Regions from separate parts of the Mus musculus genome. Here all the other regions are linked to region 2. The links are chromatin contacts, called in public promoter capture Hi-C maps. All regions are on one chromosome and are shown on one strand. Each heading gives the region's core, a stretch centred on a gene start, on an enhancer-like site or on the middle of the called end of the contact. The rest is flanking DNA. Distances are from core to core; before and after follow the strand shown.

The links. Promoter capture Hi-C pulls out the DNA fragments that hold promoters and counts their contacts.
Region 1: a promoter capture Hi-C map of pre-B cells shows a contact between it and region 2, with 6 times the contacts expected there. The contact joins the promoter of Adarb1 here to the promoter of Tpgs1 in region 2. A contact is called at or near these places in 3 of 39 promoter capture datasets (embryonic stem cells, liver and pre-B cells) and 1 of 9 other capture datasets (liver).
Region 3: a contact with region 2 is called in a promoter capture Hi-C map of pre-B cells, with 4 times the contacts expected there. The contact joins the promoter of Pttg1ip here to the promoter of Tpgs1 in region 2. A contact is called at or near these places in 3 of 39 promoter capture datasets (embryonic stem cells, erythroid cells and pre-B cells) and 2 of 115 datasets of contacts at active chromatin or transcription factors (cardiomyocytes and embryonic stem cells).
Region 4: a promoter capture Hi-C map of pre-B cells shows a contact between it and region 2, with 2.8 times the contacts expected there. The contact joins the promoter of Slc19a1 here to the promoter of Tpgs1 in region 2. A contact is called at or near these places in 3 of 39 promoter capture datasets (the C10 cell line, hematopoietic stem and progenitor cells and pre-B cells).
Region 5: a promoter capture Hi-C map of pre-B cells shows a contact between it and region 2, with 3 times the contacts expected there. The contact joins the promoter of Pcbp3 here to the promoter of Tpgs1 in region 2. A contact is called at or near these places in 2 of 39 promoter capture datasets (liver and pre-B cells).
Region 6: a contact with region 2 is called in a promoter capture Hi-C map of hippocampal neurons, with 4 times the contacts expected there. The contact joins the promoter of Zfp873 here to the promoter of Tpgs1 in region 2. A contact is called at or near these places in 2 of 39 promoter capture datasets (hippocampal neurons and liver) and 1 of 115 datasets of contacts at active chromatin or transcription factors (astrocytes).
Region 7: a contact with region 2 is called in a promoter capture Hi-C map of pre-B cells, with 6 times the contacts expected there. The contact joins the promoter of Tdg here to the promoter of Tpgs1 in region 2. A contact is called at or near these places in 3 of 39 promoter capture datasets (hippocampal neurons, liver and pre-B cells), 1 of 484 Hi-C or Micro-C datasets (muscle stem cells) and 2 of 9 other capture datasets (adipose tissue and liver).

Annotation. Positions count from the first base shown.
Region 1 is chr10:77,416,871-77,419,570 of GRCm38.p6, reverse strand. Adarb1 (adenosine deaminase, RNA-specific, B1) reads left to right here and starts at 1,298. Exons shown (of 11, transcript NM_001024837.2): 1 at 1,298-1,476. Gm17769 (predicted gene, 17769) reads right to left here and starts at 1,195. Exons shown (of 1, transcript NR_027377.1): 1 at 1-1,195.
Region 2 is chr10:79,668,015-79,670,775 of GRCm38.p6, reverse strand. Tpgs1 (tubulin polyglutamylase complex subunit 1) reads right to left here and starts at 1,337. Exons shown (of 2, transcript NM_148934.3): 1 at 993-1,337. The coding sequence starts at 1,330. Madcam1 (mucosal vascular addressin cell adhesion molecule 1) reads right to left here. Exons shown (of 5, transcript NM_013591.3): 5 at 2,234-2,539. The coding sequence ends at 2,409.
Region 3 is chr10:77,580,397-77,583,096 of GRCm38.p6, reverse strand. Pttg1ip (pituitary tumor-transforming 1 interacting protein) reads right to left here and starts at 1,442. Exons shown (of 6, transcript NM_145925.3): 1 at 1,170-1,442. The coding sequence starts at 1,275.
Region 4 is chr10:77,031,865-77,034,564 of GRCm38.p6, reverse strand. It overlaps Slc19a1 (solute carrier family 19 (folate transporter), member 1), which reads right to left and starts at 1,353. Exons shown (of 6, transcript NM_031196.3): 1 at 1,218-1,353.
Region 5 is chr10:76,960,539-76,963,238 of GRCm38.p6, reverse strand. It overlaps Pcbp3 (poly(rC) binding protein 3), which reads left to right and starts at 1,292. Exons shown (of 16, transcript NM_021568.2): 1 at 1,292-1,491. It overlaps Gm35664 (a long non-coding RNA gene), which reads right to left and starts at 1,098. Exons shown (of 2, transcript XR_380584.1): 1 at 1,064-1,098; 2 at 637-863.
Region 6 is chr10:82,046,693-82,049,392 of GRCm38.p6, reverse strand. It overlaps Zfp873 (zinc finger protein 873), which reads right to left and starts at 1,270. Exons shown (of 4, transcript NM_001319203.1): 1 at 1,164-1,270. The coding sequence starts at 1,166. Gm46195 (a long non-coding RNA gene) reads left to right here and starts at 1,345. Exons shown (of 2, transcript XR_001779681.1): 1 at 1,345-1,504; 2 at 1,807-2,700.
Region 7 is chr10:82,628,565-82,631,267 of GRCm38.p6, reverse strand. Tdg (thymine DNA glycosylase) reads right to left here and starts at 1,430. Exons shown (of 10, transcript NM_172552.4): 1 at 1,230-1,430. The coding sequence starts at 1,252.

The DNA of each region.
Region 1 (2,700 bases), core at 49-2,548, 2.3 Mb after region 2:
GTGCACAGGGGATGAAAAGGCTGGAACTTGCTCTCTTGTGGCCAAACCACAGCCATTATGAGAAGCAACGAGAGCTAGCTTACTAACAGTAGGTAACACATGACATAAGGGAGTGAGGTCATCTATGAAGCAGAGATGAACCAAACCAGCTGAACACTGCATAAAAGCTGCTATTCATCAGACTTACAAACCATGACTTTAAGTTACTAAGTTCTGGGGTAGTGTGATACCTAGAAACAGACACATTTGTCCTTGTGCACATACTTGTATGTGAAGCTTGACATCCTGGTAGGTGTTCCAAGAGTGATGATCTCTACTTACTTGCCAACAAGTGCACCCGTAGGCACTGCCTGGTGCCCACCTTTTAGGCAGGCTGAAGAATTCATTGAGTGGCTAGCTGGTCCAAAGGACATGTTTTTGTGATGGAAGCAGATGTGGACCGGCTACAACACTACTCCTGTGGTCAGTTCATGCTTCCGATTCTGGACCTCTCCAGGCCCCGTTCTGGGCATAGCACCCCAGGTTAAGACAATCTGGCGAGGAACCACACAAGTTGTTGACCACATCTTGGATGCTCGACACAGTACTTTACCTACCTGCACTTGTCTTTTACTAGACCTTTTTCTTTTTAAACAAACGTGGAAACAGACAATGCAAGCACAAGACACATCTGGTATGCCTAAGAGGTGGCAGAGCCTGAACTTGACCCTGGGGTCTAGGTTAAAAACCGGCCATCATTTCTAGTGACCACCAGTAGACACCCTGCTTCACAAAATCATGTCCCTGCTCCTCTCCCTACTTATTTTCAAGGTCTACGGAGGTGGGTGTCAGTGGCCAGGGCCAGCTCTCAAAACTGGACGAAGGCCCAGGGACGATTCTTGCGGGATGCCAGGGTACCACGTACGGGGTGTAGTAGGTCTTCAAGCGGCGGTCACAGTCGCACTTCAGTGGCTTCGCTCTGATTTTCCCTGCCCCATTCCCAGATCCCACAGGATCTCTAGGATCCTTGGTCCCACCTGTCCCCTTAGGTCCCATCCGAGGCTCCTGCCCGCGAGTTCGAGAACCCCGCCCCCGTCGATCTTCTCGGTGCGTGTCGGAGGCTCCCTTCCGCTTCGAGTCTCCCTAGCGACGCACGACCTGTTTTGGTTCTAACCGCTAACCCTCGCAGTTCCCGCCGCCGCGAGCGAGTCCGGACGTCGGCTCCGGGCAGGAGGCGCGCACGTCAGCGTGGAGCGCTGGCTCCACCCCTGCAAGCGAGCACGCGCGCGCGGCTGCGGCGGCTGGGGCGGGGCGAGCCGAGGGGGCGGAGCCGCCGGCGCCGAGGCTAGAGGCAGAGGCTGAGGCAGCGGCTGAGGCTGAGGTGGCTGAGGCTGAGGCGGCGGCGAGGGGCTCCTAGCTGGGGCCGCGGGGCTAGCCGAGGCCGCCGCAGCGCCCAGAGCCAGACGCCGGCAGCCCGCGGGCGCAGCGTGAGCGGAGGTAAGGCGGCGGGGACGCGGGCGGCCGCGTTTATGTAAGCGCGGGGCAGGTGGCTGAGGCCGCGCAGCGCCGGCGGCCGCGGACCTGACCACCGACCCCAGACCCTATGGTGCGGGGCCCGGGCCCGCGGCGAGCTGCGGGGTCCCTGGCGCATCCCGGGCGGCGCGCGGAGGGCGGGCCGCGGTCCTCTTGGATGCGCTGCGCTGCAGGAGGAGGCTGCGCCCAGGACGGCTCGTCCGCTCCTGGAGGCGCCGCGTCCGCGTGGGATGCGCTGCGCCGCGGCGAGCCGACCGTGCGCCTCTCGGACAGGAGGTTGTGCCCGCGGAGAGGACCCTGTACTCCAGGGAGGGGACCTGTGCCCATCAGAGAGGAGACTGCGCCCGGGGAGGGGAATGGTGTACCGGGCGGAGGGGACCTGTGCTCCGGGGAGGGGACCCTGTACCCCGGGAAGGGACCTTTACCCAGCACAGGGGACACTGCACACCGGGAGGGGGACCTTGTGCCCTGCAGAAGGAAAGCTGCGTCCGGGGATGGGGACCCTGTATCCTAGAGAGGGGACCTGTGCCCTGCAAAAGGAAAGCTGCGCCCTGAGAAGAGACACCCTGTGTCACTCTGAATCTGTGTCCGGGGATGGGGACCCTGTGCCCTGCAGAAGGGACCATGTGCTTGGTAGAGGAAAGGTTGAGCTCTGTATTCTGCAGAAGGGACCAGTGCCTAGCAGAAGGGAGGCTAAGCTCAGGCTGGGGGGTGGGAACCCTGTGCTCTGAGGAGAGGAAGCTGCACCAGGGGATGGGGACTTTGTGCCCTGCAGAAGGGACCATGTGCTCCGCAGAGGCGAGACGGCGCCCAGAGGAAGGGCACAGGGAGGGAACCCTGTGCCCTGCAGAGTATACTCTGAACTCCGAGGAGGGAGACCCTAACCCTATATCCCACAGAGGGAAAGCTACGCCCAGTGAGAGCATCTTGTGTCCTGCAAAGGAGACACTGCGCTCCCACGGGGTGGACACCGTAACCTAGGTGAGGCAGGCTGCTTTTTTGGTGGTCCATGCCCCTTCCGAGGGCTCAGAGCCCACATGGGCGCCGAGCGCCTGGGAGACGAAGTTCCGAGTACCCAGCGCGAGTACCCAGCGCGTCTGCTGTTTGTGGGAGCCATCTGGGACATTAGGGGTTGGAGGTGAATTTTGACGCGCACACATAGGCAAGAGGAAAATCACTGTGTGGTGT
Region 2 (2,761 bases), core at 88-2,587:
GGTCTTGTGTGCGTATTCTCTGCTGATACCTTCAGTCTCCCACTCACATACCCCAATGCTGTCCTAGCTGAAGACTGTCCGTCTACATTCTCGCTGGTTTTCTCCCTTTGTGCCTGTACCCCTCCCCTCTAGCCACATGGGCCCGCCATGCTCCACCCTTCCCTTCTTGGCTACCATCTTGGATACTGAGCCCCTTCCCTCTGGTGCAGAGATGTCTGGTCTGCTCAGCTGGAAATGTATGATCTCTGGACTTTCACTTCCCTAGGGAAGGCCTGAGCTACTGTTGCCCAACGTCTTCCTCCTTGCGGCCCCCTCCCCTGCTCTCCTCCCTGAGTCTTCCTCCAAGCACCCTTTGGAAAGCCACTCCCATGCTGAGACCCTCAGGCATTTGGTCACCCCCTGGCTGATGATGCCCTACTGATCAGCTTCCCTCATCCACTATGCAATGAAAAAGCGTCCTTAGTCGTCACCTACACTGGAACTACTCCCACTGCGGAGCTCCCTGCAGGGTTCACGTCAGGCTCTAGACCAGCCTGTGCTCTGCGTGTGCATCTAAGGAACTTCTGTCTGGGGCCTGGGGCCTGAGTACACAGGCTGTCCATCTCCTGGACAAGCACCACACTATTTATACTACCTTGCTGGGCTTCTTGACCTCCCAAAACCCTTGGCTGCGAGGGCAAAATGGACTCGGGTTCAAAAGCAACCTCCTCCAGGCCGTAATCACCTGGAAGCTCATGCAATAGATGGACGATGGATTACAACCCCCAGCACTTCCTACCCGGACCACAATATCCAGTACACCCCGCGCACACTGCAGGCGAAATCGATGCGAGGCGTGCCGAGAACCTTAAACCTGCCTCAAGCCGACCAGACCCGGGAAAAGAGGAAAGACCACTACTCCCGGAAACGCCCCGCGCCGGCGGCGAGTTGCTCCCGCGCGGGGCCTGTCGGGAATTGTAGTTCTGGTACCCCCGTCCGCCATCGGTCCGCACCTCTGCGAGTGGTGAGCCAGGCGAAGGTGCCACAGCGCGCGGCCCAGGCGCTGTTGCTGCAGGAGGAGCTGGCCCGGGGGCTCCCCGGCGCCTCCGTTGGTCGGCGAGCGTAGACCCATGTTCTCGAAGTAGTGCGCCAAGAAGGCGATGGGCTCCTCGGGCCGGATCTCCAGCACCTTTAGGAGGGCTGCGCGCAGCATCTCCGTCACGCCGAGCTGCCGTAGGAAGTCCTCCTCGCTCTCAGCGGCCGCCGCCGCCTGAGACACCGACGTCCGGCCACTGTCCGGGAAATTGGCCGCTGGTGCTACTGCCGGCCGCCGTTTCTCCACTGCCGCCATCTTTGTTGGGGGCAGCGGGACCGGAAGCGCCGCCATAATTCACGGCGCGATGAGGCGCCTTCCCTCGACGACCATTTTTGTTAAGGGCAGAGGCAGCGGCCCCCCTCTCTGAGAATCTCGATAGTAACAAGCGCAAGCGACCTTTTCCCCCTGTGCCCCTGGCTTTCTCTGTGTGCGTTTTCCTGCTACTCCATGACTGCATCTTCTAGCTTCGGTCTGGAATTGTGAGCTTGCCAGACTTCAAAATGGTCCCCCAGGAAGGGCTTGGTTTCTGGCTTGAAGCGCGATACCTTGCCATCTTGGTAGTGGGCAAGTCTTCCTAAGCATGGTCTCCTAGCAACCAGGCACCCTGGGTACCAGATAAACCCCGCAAAGCTCACCAGGAATCTAGGGCTGAAAGCGGAGTTCAAACCGTTTTCTGCGTTTGCTCCCAGACTCGGCCTGGGCTCTCCCGGGTTTTTGGCCTCACTTAGTCTCCTTCCGAGCGTTAAGGTGCCTGAGCGGAGTTGTCACCAGATTCCTTCCTTTCCCAGACTGTTACCATTTCTGACCACCAGAGGGGGGTGCTCTCTTTGCAATTCTGAACTGCTGTGGCTTTCTAGTATCCTCGCATGTCCCTTTTCTGTGTTATCTTTGGCTCTTTATCTACTGACATACTTTTTATTCCCTTGTCTGGCATCCATACCGCTCTTCGTGTTTTCCCAGGTTACCCCCCAAGTACTTTTTCTAAGCCACTGGATATCTCCTTAGTTACTCTTGTTAAATGCAGGCATTTCCCAGCCTAGTATCCTGTTGCTCGACCTACCAAAGAAAACTGGGATGTGTGACTGTCTCCAGGGACTCTGGCTGTAGGGATAGGTGATGTACAAAGCCTTCCTATTCACAGTACGAAAGAATATGCCAGTGGCTAGATACGGGGCTTTTATTTAGCTCTGGGCCAGCAGGCAGAAAAGCCCAGAAGTCAGGAGAAACTTATAGATGTGCTGACCACCAAGGAAAGAGGCCACACTATCATCTTGATGCCCCAAATCCTGCAGCTGGTCACTCTCTGCCTCCTTTAGTCTGGCATAATGGAGCTTCATAGGTGTGTACATGAGCTAGTGTCTGGGCGAGGACCTGGCCGGTAGCATTTCCACAGGCGGTAGGCAAGGAAGACCAGTGCAAGCAGCCCCAGCACCAAGCTGCCAATCCATAGGACGACGGTGGAGGCTGAAAGAGTAGGAAGAGAAAGGCTGCCATCAGTCCCAGTGCCTGTGGGCTCCACAGAGGGAACATACATAGGCCCTTACAGTTTAAAAGTGGACTTAACTAGCCAGCCTCTACTTGGGTAGAAAACAGCCACCCAACCAGACATACTCAAAGACAGCATGGAAGAATGAATCTACTTAAAGGGAAGCTTTTGTTTCTAAATTACGGTCTCACTCTGTAGCT
Region 3 (2,700 bases), core at 193-2,692, 2.1 Mb after region 2:
CGGATCTATAATCTACTACAGGTTCTGTGAAGCACACAAAAAATATTTAAAGGGTGAGTTTTGCCAGGCAGGGCAAATGCTTTATGGTCAGCATTTGAGAGGCAGAGGCAGGCAGACACCTTTAAGTTCAAAACCAAGCTGGGCGTGGTGGCACACGCCTTTAATCCCAGCACTAGGGAGGCAGAGGCAGGCGGATCTCTGAGTTCAAGGCCAGCCTGGTCTACAGAGTGAGTTCCAGGACAGCCAGGGCTACACAGAGACACACTGTCTCGAAAAAACAAACAAAAAAGTTCAAAACCAGCCTGAACCCAGTCTCAAACAACAAAAAAAGGCGAGTTTTGGGATACAGGATACGGTAATGTAAATTTATGCAAATTCCTTGTAAAGACTAGCCGTTTTAAACATCAGCTATCTCCCTATAGAATGTCAAGGAGTAGAATCCTTACACCTAACACGTGGTGGTTGGTAACAGGTGAAGGTTCGTGCCCCCCCCCCTCCCCCCAGTATCGCAGCAGACACCCTTGAGACACTGGGAAGGGTCCTGGGTCTCCACAGGCTCCCCAACACTCTGCCTGGCATAAAGTCCTTACTGGAGAATCTAGCCCCAAGTTCCCCGGGGCGGCCAGGGTCAGCTCCTTTAGTCACCCTCACCAAGGTAGCAGGAGTGAGGCAGTCCCAGACCGGTCCTAGGCATACCTGGGAGCAGATAAGAAACTTAAACAGAGAGACGCGACAACTGGCAAAAGGTCACAAAGAGAAAACACACCGTGACAGGCTAGAGTGTAAAGACACCTTGAGAGAGCCTGAGCTAACAAAAATACTCTCTTGCAGCGCCTCATCAACTCTAGCGAGCGTACAAAGGTCAAAGTTGACCAAGCCTCAGTCTTGGACACAACTTGTCAGCTCCCTGATTCCCCTCAAACAAAAACAGTGCTGGAATGCAGATGGTCCCCGAGATGCTAAGCAGGTGCCGAGGCGTCGGTTCCGACTAGCCGAGTCTTTCGTGCCTCAGGGCACGACGTTAACTTCCAGCAGAGGCTGGCTGCCTTACCCAGCTTCAAGGGAGGGCGTGAGCGCAGAGGCAGCCAAGCCCGCGGGCTGGACTCCGCCCTGGATCCGACCCGGCCGCCCTCCTCCTACTCCTCGGCCCCTAGGCCCACGGGCCTTACCCACTCTCGGAGGTTCCTGCGCGGAGGCTCCGGACAGAAGCAACAGCAGCACGGCACCGAGGAGCATCACCCAGTGCGGCGTCAGCCCAAGGTTAGCAGGCGCCATGGTGAGTGCGTCGTCGGCGGGGACCTCAGGCGACTCAACTCCAACGCCGAGCTAGGATGTTTCCACAGTAAGCGCTCCGCCTCCGTAAGCTAGCCAGACGGGCGGAGCTTGCGAGTGCGCAGCCGCTGGCTCCGCCCCCTGACCTCCGCCCGCCTACGGGCGCAGCTGAGGCTTAGCACGCCTGCGCGCTGCTGGAACTGCGGGGAGGGAGCAATAACCGGAGCGTCAGAGCAGCGCGCGTGCGTAGTAGACTACTAGGCTGGGCAGTGGACAGCGAAGCTTTGCCACTTGCTCTGGAATGGAGCTGCTGGACTCTGAGGCGGGTTCTGAGGCTCAGCTGCTCTGCCTAACACAACTGCTCTGTAGCCGCCAACCCTTGGAAACCTCTGCCAGTCCTGTTAATTCTCTGCCAGAGCCGTATGCGTGTCCAGAGGGCAGGTTTTGTGGATTTACGTTAAAACAGCATCCAAGCTGTCTCGAACTTGTTACTGAAAGGCGTTTAAATCACTGAGGGAATGTGGAGGGTGTAGCTTAGATGGTAGAATTGCTTGCCTGGCAACCAATGCATGCACAAAGCCTCCGAGTTCCATCCTCAGAACCTCACAAATGAGTCGTGATAACACACACCTATCATCTCAGCACTTGGGGGTGGAGCATTGGAAGGATCAGAAGTTCAAGGTCTTCCTTAACCAATGAGACCCTGACTCAAAGAAAACAAAACAAATCCTTATTGATAGTGACTGGGGACGCAAACTTGAAGACACAGGAGCTTTGAGTAAGAGGGTACCTTCCCTGCTTGATTGTGCATGAACCAGAGACCTAGATAGCCAGACACCAAAAAGATCAATGCGGGACTCTGGATCCCAAGTTTCTCGACTCATTAAAGACCCAGACTCCAGTAGGAGTAAGCAAAATAGGATACAAGCTTGAGCCCACCAGCTTTATGTCCATTTGATACAAGCTAGTTATGACTGTAAGTGTTGCAACTCTGAAGGGAAAGGCTTGAAGCGTTCCAGCTCCACTCCTGGTGCTGCGGCAGAAGGTTTTCCCAAAGGAAGTATAACAGTTCTGCTGCAGGAGGGGGTTCCCATGGAAAGTGTCACAGGTCTGCTCTGCAGAGGAAGACTTCTCCAGCCAAAGTGTAACAATTCTGCTTTGCCAGAGGGAGGCTTTCCCCAGTGAAAGCGTTACAGCTTTACTTCGGCCAGGCAGGTTTTCCCCAGCCAAGTTCTGTTCCGGGGAAAATGTTACAGCTCTGCTAGAGAGGCTTCCTGGCAATTGGGAGCCAAGGAATACCACAAAGTCACACGACACATGAGGCACACAAGAGATTTATGGAGAGGGAAAAAAAGCAAACAAACAACAGCAACAACAACAACAAAAACAGGAGGGCAGCTAATTCTGCTAGGGTGAAAAGCAGCAGAG
Region 4 (2,700 bases), core at 104-2,603, 2.6 Mb after region 2:
GGTGGAGGTGGGTAAGAAGTGTGGAATACAACTGTTCACAAACTTCTTTCCAAGGCCCACTTTCTTTTTATCTTGAAACAGGAAGGTTCCTTTTAATTAAGGAAGGGGGGAAAACAAACGCCAATGCCCTTCTCCCATTGTGGTGGCTGAGTGTTGACTGTATCTTTGCCACTGGCTCAAATGCCCAGAATCAATCTCTTTCCTCAGCCCCAGTGCCTTGTTGGAAGGCACACATCCGGCTCCCTAGCCCGGAGAATGTGTCAGGCTCTGCAAAGTCAGAGGCTCTGTGCCCTGCTGAGTCCATCTGAGCAGCTCCCGGAGTCCTTGAGTCTCACTGGGAGGAGGCTACTTCTTAACAGTCAGGCAAGCAAGTCTAAGGATTTAGTCTATCCTCTCCACTGAGAGAAGGCCCACAAACATCTTCTAGCCCCCTGAGGTTCCGACCAACATCGTGAAGACAGGGAAGTTAGGATGGGAACACTCACCGGGTGAGGAGTCACGTCAATATGGTTTATTCCTAGGCTATTAGCCAAGTCTAGTATCCCTGTCACAGAGATGCTGGAAGTACAGAAAAGACTGGCTACTACAGGCAGCCTGTACAAGCTGCAGATTCCACCTGTTCCAAAGGGAAGTTGTTAACAGTTGTCAGGGTGCCTACAACCTCTGAGCTAAACAATGAGCCTTGGAGGCGCGCCACGTCCAGGGCGTGGGCAGTGGGGTTTCCTTGCAGGCAACACGTGCTCTAAAGTCGCTGGGGCAGGCGCACGTGGTGATTCCTGACCTGAGGAAGATACTTTGAAAGCAAAAGAACTCCGTTCCAGAGGAATGACAAGGAGAGAAATGGCGCTCAAAGGTCCCACTAGGCAGCCTGGGGATTTATCCTCCCGACGGTTCTGCAACCATGAGCCCAGGATGCGGGCCAGCACTCAGACTCTTGCCCCGAGGCTCGTAACGCTGAGGTCCTCACCTATACTCTGTATTCACAGAAGGACCCTGACACCCCACAGATACTAGCCCGTGTCCCACACCTATCCTACTGCCCCTATGCATCCCAAAGACTTCTGCTTGTCTTCCACCCAGCAGACCCCGCATGCGCCTTCCGCACGCTACAAACCCTGCCTGGAGCTTTGTAGTCGCGCCAAGGACTCCGCGGTCCTCTGTAGTGGAGAATTCAGCCCGCTTTCGTCTTCAGGACACCGGAAGGAACAGAACCGTACCTTGCACTACCCCGTGGCTCCCCAGGCACGCATAGAATGGATTCCTAGCTCTGCGTCCCACAGGCCTGTGGCTGATTCAACGCGCACACGCAGACTACAACACCCAAAAACCCGCGCGTAGGCTCAAGGGCCGCATGGAGAGGCGTGGTTACCTGACTGACCACGCCCCGAAGGAGTGGCCAGCGTGGTAGACAGGAGGCGCAGCCGCAGAACTTCCAGGAGGCGGGGCAAACACCTGGCTACACCCGCAGCTACTTCCACAGGGGGTTCATGCACGCGCCCTCTACACTTGGAGATTTACTACCGGGTGGGTCTTGTGGTTCCCTGAGGAGCGGACGACCGGTGGCGCGTCTGCTAGCCTGTGCCCTAAGAACCTACATCTCTAGACTCCAGGCCCCCTTCAGTACGCTCGCCCAGTGTTCGGGCTCCTGTGCTTCCTCCTCAAGCCGACCCTCTCTGTCCGCCTCTCCAATAAGTCCCTTCTTCCCCGCCCCCTTCCATCCCGTCTCCTCTTCACCCAACCCCTGGGCCCCGCAGCCCGCCTGAGCCCCTTTACGAGCCCCCTACCCGTCCAGCGCTTGACCGGGTCTCAGCTCACAGCAGATTGCTTGATCTGATCGAGCACAGAGGTGACCGCCCGGCCTAAGACCAAGCAAGGCCCCTCCCCGGGTCCGCCCCTGACCCCTGCTGGCCTGCAGAAGTCTGCGCTGGCTCTGTCCGGCTCCTCTTGAGACGAGCGCCCCGCGACCACCTGCTAAAGCATTCCAGGCACCAAGGCATTGACCGCTAGATATAGACTGCACCAGCTGTGCACGCCCTTCGTTTGGGTATCAGCGTCTTTAGGTTCCAAGGGCACCGACGGATTGCGCTGAGCTATGCATGGAGACCCCCTACACACACACACACACACACACACACACACACACACACACACAAAACCTTACTCACCTTGTATCAACCTACTTGACTGTTAACAGGGACAGAAGTCTGGCCTAAGCGTTTTAGGCCCCACCCCACCCTCCTTCACCACCAATCCCCCAATCTTTCAAACTCTCACCCCAGCAGGGATGTTCAGCTGATGCTCAGCAGGTGGAGGCTGCTAGCAGCCTGAGGTGGGTTGGGAGAGGGCGGGGCTCCCTGAAACCAGCCTCTTTCCTCCTGATGGGTTTTGGCGGAGTACTTGCGAGGGCAGCAAAGTAGAACGAATGGAGAGGGGCATGGGTCCAAAGAGGAATGGCCGACCAGCAACTCTGGTTTAATAGATTCCCAAGGTGGTGGGGTGCCGGGAGGTTAGACTATAGGTATGGTCATCTATACGAATGGGGTCCCAGGTGTGAGAACCCAGTCTCCACACCAGCACGGCTCCTCCCCAGCCCATGGGGGCCACACCCCTCTGGACTTGGGCCTTCTTGGTACATGCAAAGGTGCTGGCCACCTAGTTGCTATACAAGGGAATCAGGAAGCTAGAGTGCTTCTCTGGCCA
Region 5 (2,700 bases), core at 43-2,542, 2.7 Mb after region 2:
TTTCAGACCTACGGAGTCTTCCTGACTCTACCATAGAGATCGTGATTGTAACAGGTGGAGGGATGAGGGGACAGAGCTATGTATACACCCCTTTGCATGTATGATATATCGTTATTGGCACCGAAGTGAGTCATTGGTGGGTTTGAGGCTCAGGGCGGGATGAGTTTTGTCATCTCAGCTAGAATGTCACCCTCAACCCACTTCTCTGCTCACCCGTCTGTTCATATGACAACAAAGAAGCAACTCTGTTTCCCAGAGATGCTTCTCGAAAGTCTGGAGGTAAACATGTGGATCACTCTCTCCACCTATGAAGGGCAAAGCTTGATTTCCAAGTCCAAAGAGGCCTTCTCTGGCTGGTTCAGGTTGCTTCAGGAAGCCAGGAAGGATGACCCTGGGCTCCTGGGTATCTAGGTACTGATGGAAGGCAGAGTTCCCAGGACTCGCAGCTTCTATCAGTACTGGAATTACAAGTTGGCCTGGTTCCTTTACCTTCGTGGTGTGCAGAAAGGAATAAGCCTAAGCTAATAGAGAGCAATCAGATGAAGGAAGTTTAGTCCGATGAAAACGATAGTTAATTGACACAAAATAGAGCAGGACACCTCTGAGGAAAGGTGCACAAAAGATAACAACAACAACAACAACAACATGACATGTTTTCCCACAGCCACTACCACAGCCAGTTCTTCCATCGGCTTTGAATCGCTTGTGGACAGGTGTGCAGGCCCAGAACCTAAACACAAGTTCTACAGTCTGGGCTGTGTTGGCTTTCAAAGGCTTCCAAGCAGAGAGGGGCACCCGCGAAGGGCTGCGGTCAACGGATCAGGCCCACATAGTCGCGAAGGCTGTGGGTCCAACTGACCTCCCTAGAATATCAGCGCGTGCGAGACTGGGTGTCTGCAGTCTCCCGCTAGCTGCGTGTGCCAAACACTTGCAGAGGATGCAGGCCCCGCAGCCATCTCACAACCAAGCATCCACTCCCTTCCCTCTAGCCTTCTGGAGGCCCCGCCCCAGGCCCGGCCCTGGCCCCGCCCCGTACTGTCCCCGCCCCCGCCAGTTGACTAACCTTTCCAGAAGCCCCGCCTCCTCCCAGCCCCAGAGTGGGGCCCCGCCCAACCCTAACCGCCCTTCGACGCTAAACGGCTTCTAGCCGGAGAGCTTTCCGTGCCCTGATTGGCTGTGATGGTCACCGTTTCGCAGCTCCATTGGCTCCCGGCGCCCGCTTTCTCAGGCCCTGCCCTTGAGCGGGGGCGGGGCCAGAGGCGGCGGGCTGCGCAGGAGTGGCTGGTTGCACGGAGGGGGCGGGTCCTCGCCGCGCGCAGTGCTTCGGCCAGAGCTCGAGGCGCTGCTTACCGTCGCCTGAGCTAGGAGACGCCGCGGCCGCCGCTGGGTCGCATCGGGCTTCGCGTCGCGCCGTGTACGCCTCCTCTGCCCCACCCGACCGGCAGCATAGGCTCTACCTGGTCCGCGGCCTCCCTGTCCGCGGCGGGGCAGGTGAGTGAGTGGCGGCGGGTTGAAGTGTGTGTGGGGGGGTCCAGCGCGGAGGTAGCTCGCATGCCGCGTCCCAGGCCGGCCGAGACCCCTCCAAAGGCCAGAGGACCGGACAGTTCGCAGTCAGAAAACTTCATTCGAGCTGGGGTGTTGGGGATCCTGGGGGAAGGGTTGAGGTTGGCGATCTCAGTACTAGGGCCGGGATCCTAGGCTGAGGCGAGGGTCCCAAGCTGAGGCGAGGATTCCAGGCTGAGGTGAGGGTCCCAGGCTGAGGGCGGAGGTCCTGGGAGAGAATAGGGGGTACCAGGTTGAGGGCGGGGGTCCCGGGCTGAAGGTAGGGGTCCCAGGCCAAGACCAAGGTCCTAGGCTGAGGGCGGGGATCTAGGACTGAGTACCGAGCTCTGAGGGCTCAAGGCTGAGGTTCCAGGGCTTAGTGCAGAGTCCCAGGCTTAAAGCAGGGTGGGGGTATCCCAGGCCAAAGCGATGGTCGGAGGACTGAAGATGGGAATCCCAGAGGCATGTGTATCAGGCTGAGCAAAGGGTCAAGGGAAGCAGCTTCCCAGGCTGTGACCGGGGTCCTAGGCTGAGGCAGGAATTACTTAGAGAGAGGGAGAAAGAGGTGGGTGGGTGGGTGGGGAAGTGTGGGGCCGAGGGTCGGGCTCCCGGAATAGAGTAGTTCTTGATAGCCCCTTGGGCTTGGAGCTGGGGCCAGAACAGGGTCCTAGACAGAAGTTTCCAGTGAGGGGCTCACTCTCCAGCTCTGCATGGTCTTGCCTGTTCTTGGATTCAGGCACGGCCTAGGGTCCTTGTGAAAGTCTGACGGTAACTGGCCCTGGCCTACGTCGGGGGTCGGGGTAGAGCCACTCAGGAAAACCCAGGCCTCTTTACTCCCTCCCTAAATTCAGAAGTTGTTAGTGGGCACATTACGCTGCAGGCTTTCGGGTCAACACACAATAGCTGTGATCTCACTGGGACTTGCAAGGCTTAGACGGATGTCTTGTGATTGAGACGAGCTGGGGAGGAAAAAAAAAGGAAGCCCAGAGGATGGATGTGGGGCGAGGGCAGGGTGCGGCCTTTTCTCCTCTCCCCTCCACCGTGGTCTTCTGTTTTCTTCTTTCCTCTCAGTTCTCCTCAGGTTTTCCCCGCACCATTCATTAGAGCCTGAACAGGTAGACTAGACAGGCGCCGGTTCTCAATCTCTCTCTCTCTCTC
Region 6 (2,700 bases), core at 21-2,520, 2.4 Mb before region 2:
CTCAGTTTTCAGCCTGTGAAATGGGCACACTCACATGCAAATTTTTCAAAGTCTGTCAAGTTTAAGACAGAAGAGATGGCTCAGCAACTAAGACTTCTGCTCTAGTGGAAGAGCTGGGTTTGGTTCCCAGCACTAACATGGTGGTAAAAAATTATTCCTAGATCCTGGTGGCGACATCTAATGGCCTCTTTGGTCTTCTATGGACACCAAACACCCAACTGATAAACACAAATACAAGAAAGCCAAACACTTGTGTACAAGAAACAAATGTAGTAAATTAAAAGTACAGATCCCCATATCTCTTATATGTCACCATGGATAAAATGGCCAGAAATACACAGAAGTGGGACAAATATCGGTTGCCAAAACTATAAATATATAATAAAAAAAAAAAAATCAACGAATTCAATCAAAGGAGAGAAATTGCAAGATTGTAGACAAGAAGTCTCAGTATTATTGCAGGACACAATCTGAGCTATGGATTCAACAAACGTCCACTAAAGAGTCTAACGATTTCTGCAATGAACGACAGAAAGCCGATGACAAAAGGTCAGCATGAAAGAAAACATGAACACACAAGGCTGAATAAACAGCACAGTGACACCGTCTGGCTTCTAAGTTACCCTACACCTGCGATAAAGACTGTGCTGTTTGAGAAAGAAAGAGACCAACAAAACACGAGAGAGCACTCAGAAACAGCAACACAGTTAATGTAGGTAACCCAGTAAGTCTGGTCTTACACATGGGATTGGACCACGGTGGCATCTGCATGCGAATGTGTTAATAGCACAGACTTTACACCTGCGCAGAATTCACTGGAGATGGAGCCCACACCTGAATGGCAAATGCCAAGTGAAGAACTTCTAGAAGACTCTAGAGAAACTAGAGCTCTGCAAGTCAGAAAATCTGGCTACCGTGAAACCCGCGCATGCGCGTGCACTGAATGGTGCTTTGCACTTTGCGGACAGCAGGTCCGGCGTCCCAAGTTGTACGCAGGCGCAGAGAGGGGAACTAAGTCGATCAGAGGTCCCGCCTCCGCCTGGGAGATGAGGGGACCTCAGGGGGAACAAAGGGAATCACACCGGGCCCCGCGTCTCGCCGCCGGTTCCCGCACCCCGGGCTCCCGCAGATCCTCCCCGCGTGGGGACGGCGGCCCCGCTCACCATGGTGCGGATTCCGGGCTCACCCACTCTCCTCACAGCTCCTAGCAGCAGTTGAAAAAGCAGCACACAGAACCACAAGAGCTTCCCTAAGACTCACAGTCAAACCTGCAGCATGGTGGCGGAAGTGCCCGCCTCCGTTCTGACTGGCAGTCCGAATCCAGGCTCTGATTGGTTAATAAGGCCTCTGTGACAGGCGCTAACACTCTAGAGTCAAGAGTGCCTTACAGGGACAATGCACAGTGGTTTGCAGGGACAGAACTTTCCCAGAGCTGTGGAGATTGGCATTGCAGCTGAACTTGTGCCTGGATTGCAAAGTCATTCCGGCACTTCTCCTTCACACAGTAGGTATTTCCCCTTCTTCCTCCTGGGCACAGAATGTTAGGTCCTACAACCAGGGATAAAAAACTAAGGTGGGTACTTTATCAGCGCAGAGGCTGTCTGTCAACTTCTCCCTGCATCCCTCAGTCCATACTGCTTACAGAGTTGGCTGGCATGCCCCGACCCTACCCTGAACTTCTACAGCCCTGCTTCCCACAGCGGCCCTTCCCTTTATAATCCAACCATTTAGATTACCTAGGGGTGGGGATGTATTTTTATTTTTCATCTACCCTTTACATTCCCGATCTCTTGGTCTGCCTGAGAGGCTATTGATGGAGCCTAGTTGGAGCACAAGACCAGAGCATACTGGAGAGCCCAAAACCAAGGGATGATCACCAAGAACAGCGCAGAGTGCTACAGAGGGCAGAGCTGGAGATATGACTCAAGCCCTTTGGAGGAGCCCAGAAGATAATGTGTGTGGATCCCCAACATTGGAACAAGAAGGTGTGAAGTTGAAGTTGCCTCGGAGACTATATTAGAGATGCCAGAGCCATAGAATACCTGCCAAGGAAAACTGCTAATAGGAAGTGGAGCCAGCCAAGAGAAAGAATTGTGTTTCAGTCACCAAAGCTGAAAGGAGTTAGAGATTAGACATGAAAATGCAGAGTTTGGCGTTTCCCCAGCTGATTTCTGGTCTGGCTTTGGTCCAGTATTTCCTCACTATAATTTTGGACTGGTCATGTGCATCCTGTGATGTTGAAAATACACAATTTCCATTATGATTGAGATTTTTTTTCAGGTGATTACAGTTAAGAGATTGCATAAGTCTCAGAAGAGACTCTGAACTTTGGACTTTTAAACATTGTTGAGACTATGATATACTATGGGGACTTTTGCATTGTGGCTATGATGGCCCCTATAGACTTGTGTGTTTAAACAAGGATGTAAGGCCAGGAAATGGAATGTGGTGGTTTGAATGTGCTTGGCCCATGGGGATTGGCACGACTCAGGTGTGTCAATGTTGGGGTAGGTATGGCCTTGGAAGATGTGTGGCACTTAGCGAGGTGGGTGTTGAGGCTCCTATGGTCAAGCTTCATCCAGTGTGGGAGACTGCCTCCTCGTGGCTACCTAGGGAAGACAGCCTGTCCTGTACTGGGTACAATCAGATCAAGATGTAGAACTCTTGGCTCCTTCAACACCTTGACTGCCTGCTCACTGC
Region 7 (2,703 bases), core at 181-2,680, 3.0 Mb before region 2:
GGCTGAGGCATGAGGCTCATGAATTTAAGGTCCACCGGAGCTACAGAGTGAAGCCAAGGGTAGCCAAGGCAACACAGCAAGACCTTTCAAAATAACGAGTAAGAAGATGGCTGAGGGACATGACTCAGTGGTAAGCTTGCTTAGCACACTGGAGGCTCTGGGCTCAATCCCCAACCACACACTCCCAAATAATAATAAAAATCTGGGTTCATTTTTAAATCATTTCAGTAGTATGACATCAAGGTCTTACACACACACACTATTTAGTCTTGGGTTAGAGAGAGAGAGAGACAGACCACACACACGTACACACACATGTAATATTGTGCCTCTTTTTGTTAATGATTCACTATTGCATCCATTCAGCATGTATTTATGTAGACTCCAGTTCAACCTATCAGTTCTACAAACCCCTCTGAAAGTTGGGCCGGCATATTTCCCACTTTCACCAGCAGGTCCCTGGCACCCTGTAGTTGGTAAAGGCTTTAAGATAGGTCTACCTGTCCTGTGAGTAGAGGCCCTTCTGCAGTGTCCCTTGGATCTTTGAGTGGTAAACCAGACTTTCATTTCAACTCCCATGGACTGCCATCAGCCCCCGTCAATCTGCTCAAAGATGTACCATAATACAGCCGTCGAGTGGGAAGGCGGGCTGAAGACAGAATCTCTTGCCTAAGTTCAATGTCCATTTGCCACTTAGAGGCAAGCTAATTCTTCGCCAGGCAGGGCTAATACCTAAATCTCCATTCCTTTTACCTGCGAAGACCTTGCCATTTTGTTTTTCTTAGCTTTCTGCGAAGAGTCTAAATCCCCAAACCTATACTTTGTCAGGCCCGCCCTGACATCCCCATTACCACTAAGGGACAATTTTAAAGACCATCCCAGAATGAAAGACATCTACAGATTGACTTCTTAGCGTGTTATACACACTCCACAGCAATAGTATCTATCCCGCGAGGATGAGAAGGACCCCGCAGCAACCGCGGCCACAGGGTACCCGCTTCGCCTTTACAGTCCACGGTGACGGAGGGTGAAGAACCGCGCGGGCGGAGGCTGCGGCCGGGCACACACCACCTTTTAAAGCTCGCGGGTACGGGAGGCAGAGGACGTGCGCGGACCTGGGAGGGGGGGGGGACGTGTGGGGAGCGGGGAGGTCCCCACTGCGCACGCGCAAGCCGGCCTTTGTGCGGGCCGCGGCCCTGACCGACCCCAGCCGCGAGCGCCCGCGTTACCTGCGCGCGGCCTCTGCGTCCATGGCGGCGCCGCCGAGGGTACGGCCACTCCTGCCGAGCCCACGGGCGCCCGCTCTGCCGCTCAGCGCGCGGACTCACCACAGGATCGGGGCGGCCGGTGGATGGACGGCGCTGGCCTCGGCCCCTCCCACGCTGCTACATCACCGCGGCGAGTCCCCAGCGCACTTCCGTCCCCCTCCGAGGAGGCCGGCGGCCTCGCCATCACGTGATGCTGGCCAGGCCAATGGCGTGTCCTTTTCGGGGCGCCCCGACCGCCGCTTAGCCTTTCGGGAAACGTGGATCTCGGCGAGGATGGGGAGCGCCCGGCTGACGTCAGCTTTTGTGGGCTCTAAGTTTCCTTGAAGGTGTGGGTTAAGGGTGATGGCCTTTAGGATGTATTATGCGTGGTGGCAAATTCATGTCTTTTCACCTCAAATTTTGTGCGGATTAAAAGCTACCTGACTTGGGGCTCACAGAGCCTGAGCTACCAACCAGGGAGCTTTCAGGAGCTGGACCTAGACCCCTCTACACGTTTGTAGCAAATGTGAAGCTTGGTGTCCGTGTGAGTCCCCTACAAGTGGAACAGGGGCTGTCTAGGTCTCTGTTCCTTGCCAGTGGACCCAGCGCGGACTGGGGGAAGAGGACTGCGTGTTTCCTCAGTGGGAAAGGATGTGCCTACACTTGCTGAGATTAGATGTACCAGAGTCTTACCCAAGTGGGGCTTCCTCTTCTCTGAGAAGAGAAGGGGGCAGGATTTGTAAGCGTGGGACTGGGTGGGGGTGGGGCTGTGAACGGGACGTAAAGTTAATTAAATTAAAATGAAAACAACCACCCCCTCCCCCGCAACTATGTGTCTTGGCTGGGCGACCCAGCATTTGCATAGACAGTGGCAGGCAGAACTAAGTTCGAGGCTGGCCTGGTTTATAGAGCGAGTTTCAGGACAGGCAATACTACACAGAGAAACTCCGTCGTGAAAAACTAAAATGATAATTATAATAATGATAAATAAATATTGTGCCTTACACAAAACAACATTCTTTCTTTTCAATTGTCTTTCTTGTCAATTCCTGTGATGAGGAGTAGGGCTGATTGGAACTGGAAAACCTAAGATTGGAAGCCACCAATGTTTGGGCCTCAGTTTACTAATCTGTAAGGGGAAGCTCTTGGTAGATTACAAAGATTTCCATAAACAGTTGTCTACGTTGGAGATGGACAAACACTCGCCTAGATGCTAGATGCATCTCTGCTTTAGAACCTTAGACAGCAATCTCACCTCGATTTCTCGGAGGTTCTTTTGGTTTTTGAGATAATTACAAAACTGTGTACCCCTGACTTGGCTTAGAGCTTTGCAGCTGTAGTCCAGGCTGGCCTCAACCTGAGGCAAGTCTCCTGTTCACTCTCTTGCATACTGACTGGGATTACAGGGCATGTATCACCATACTTGACTTTCGGAGGTTCTAAGAGTTTGTTTGTT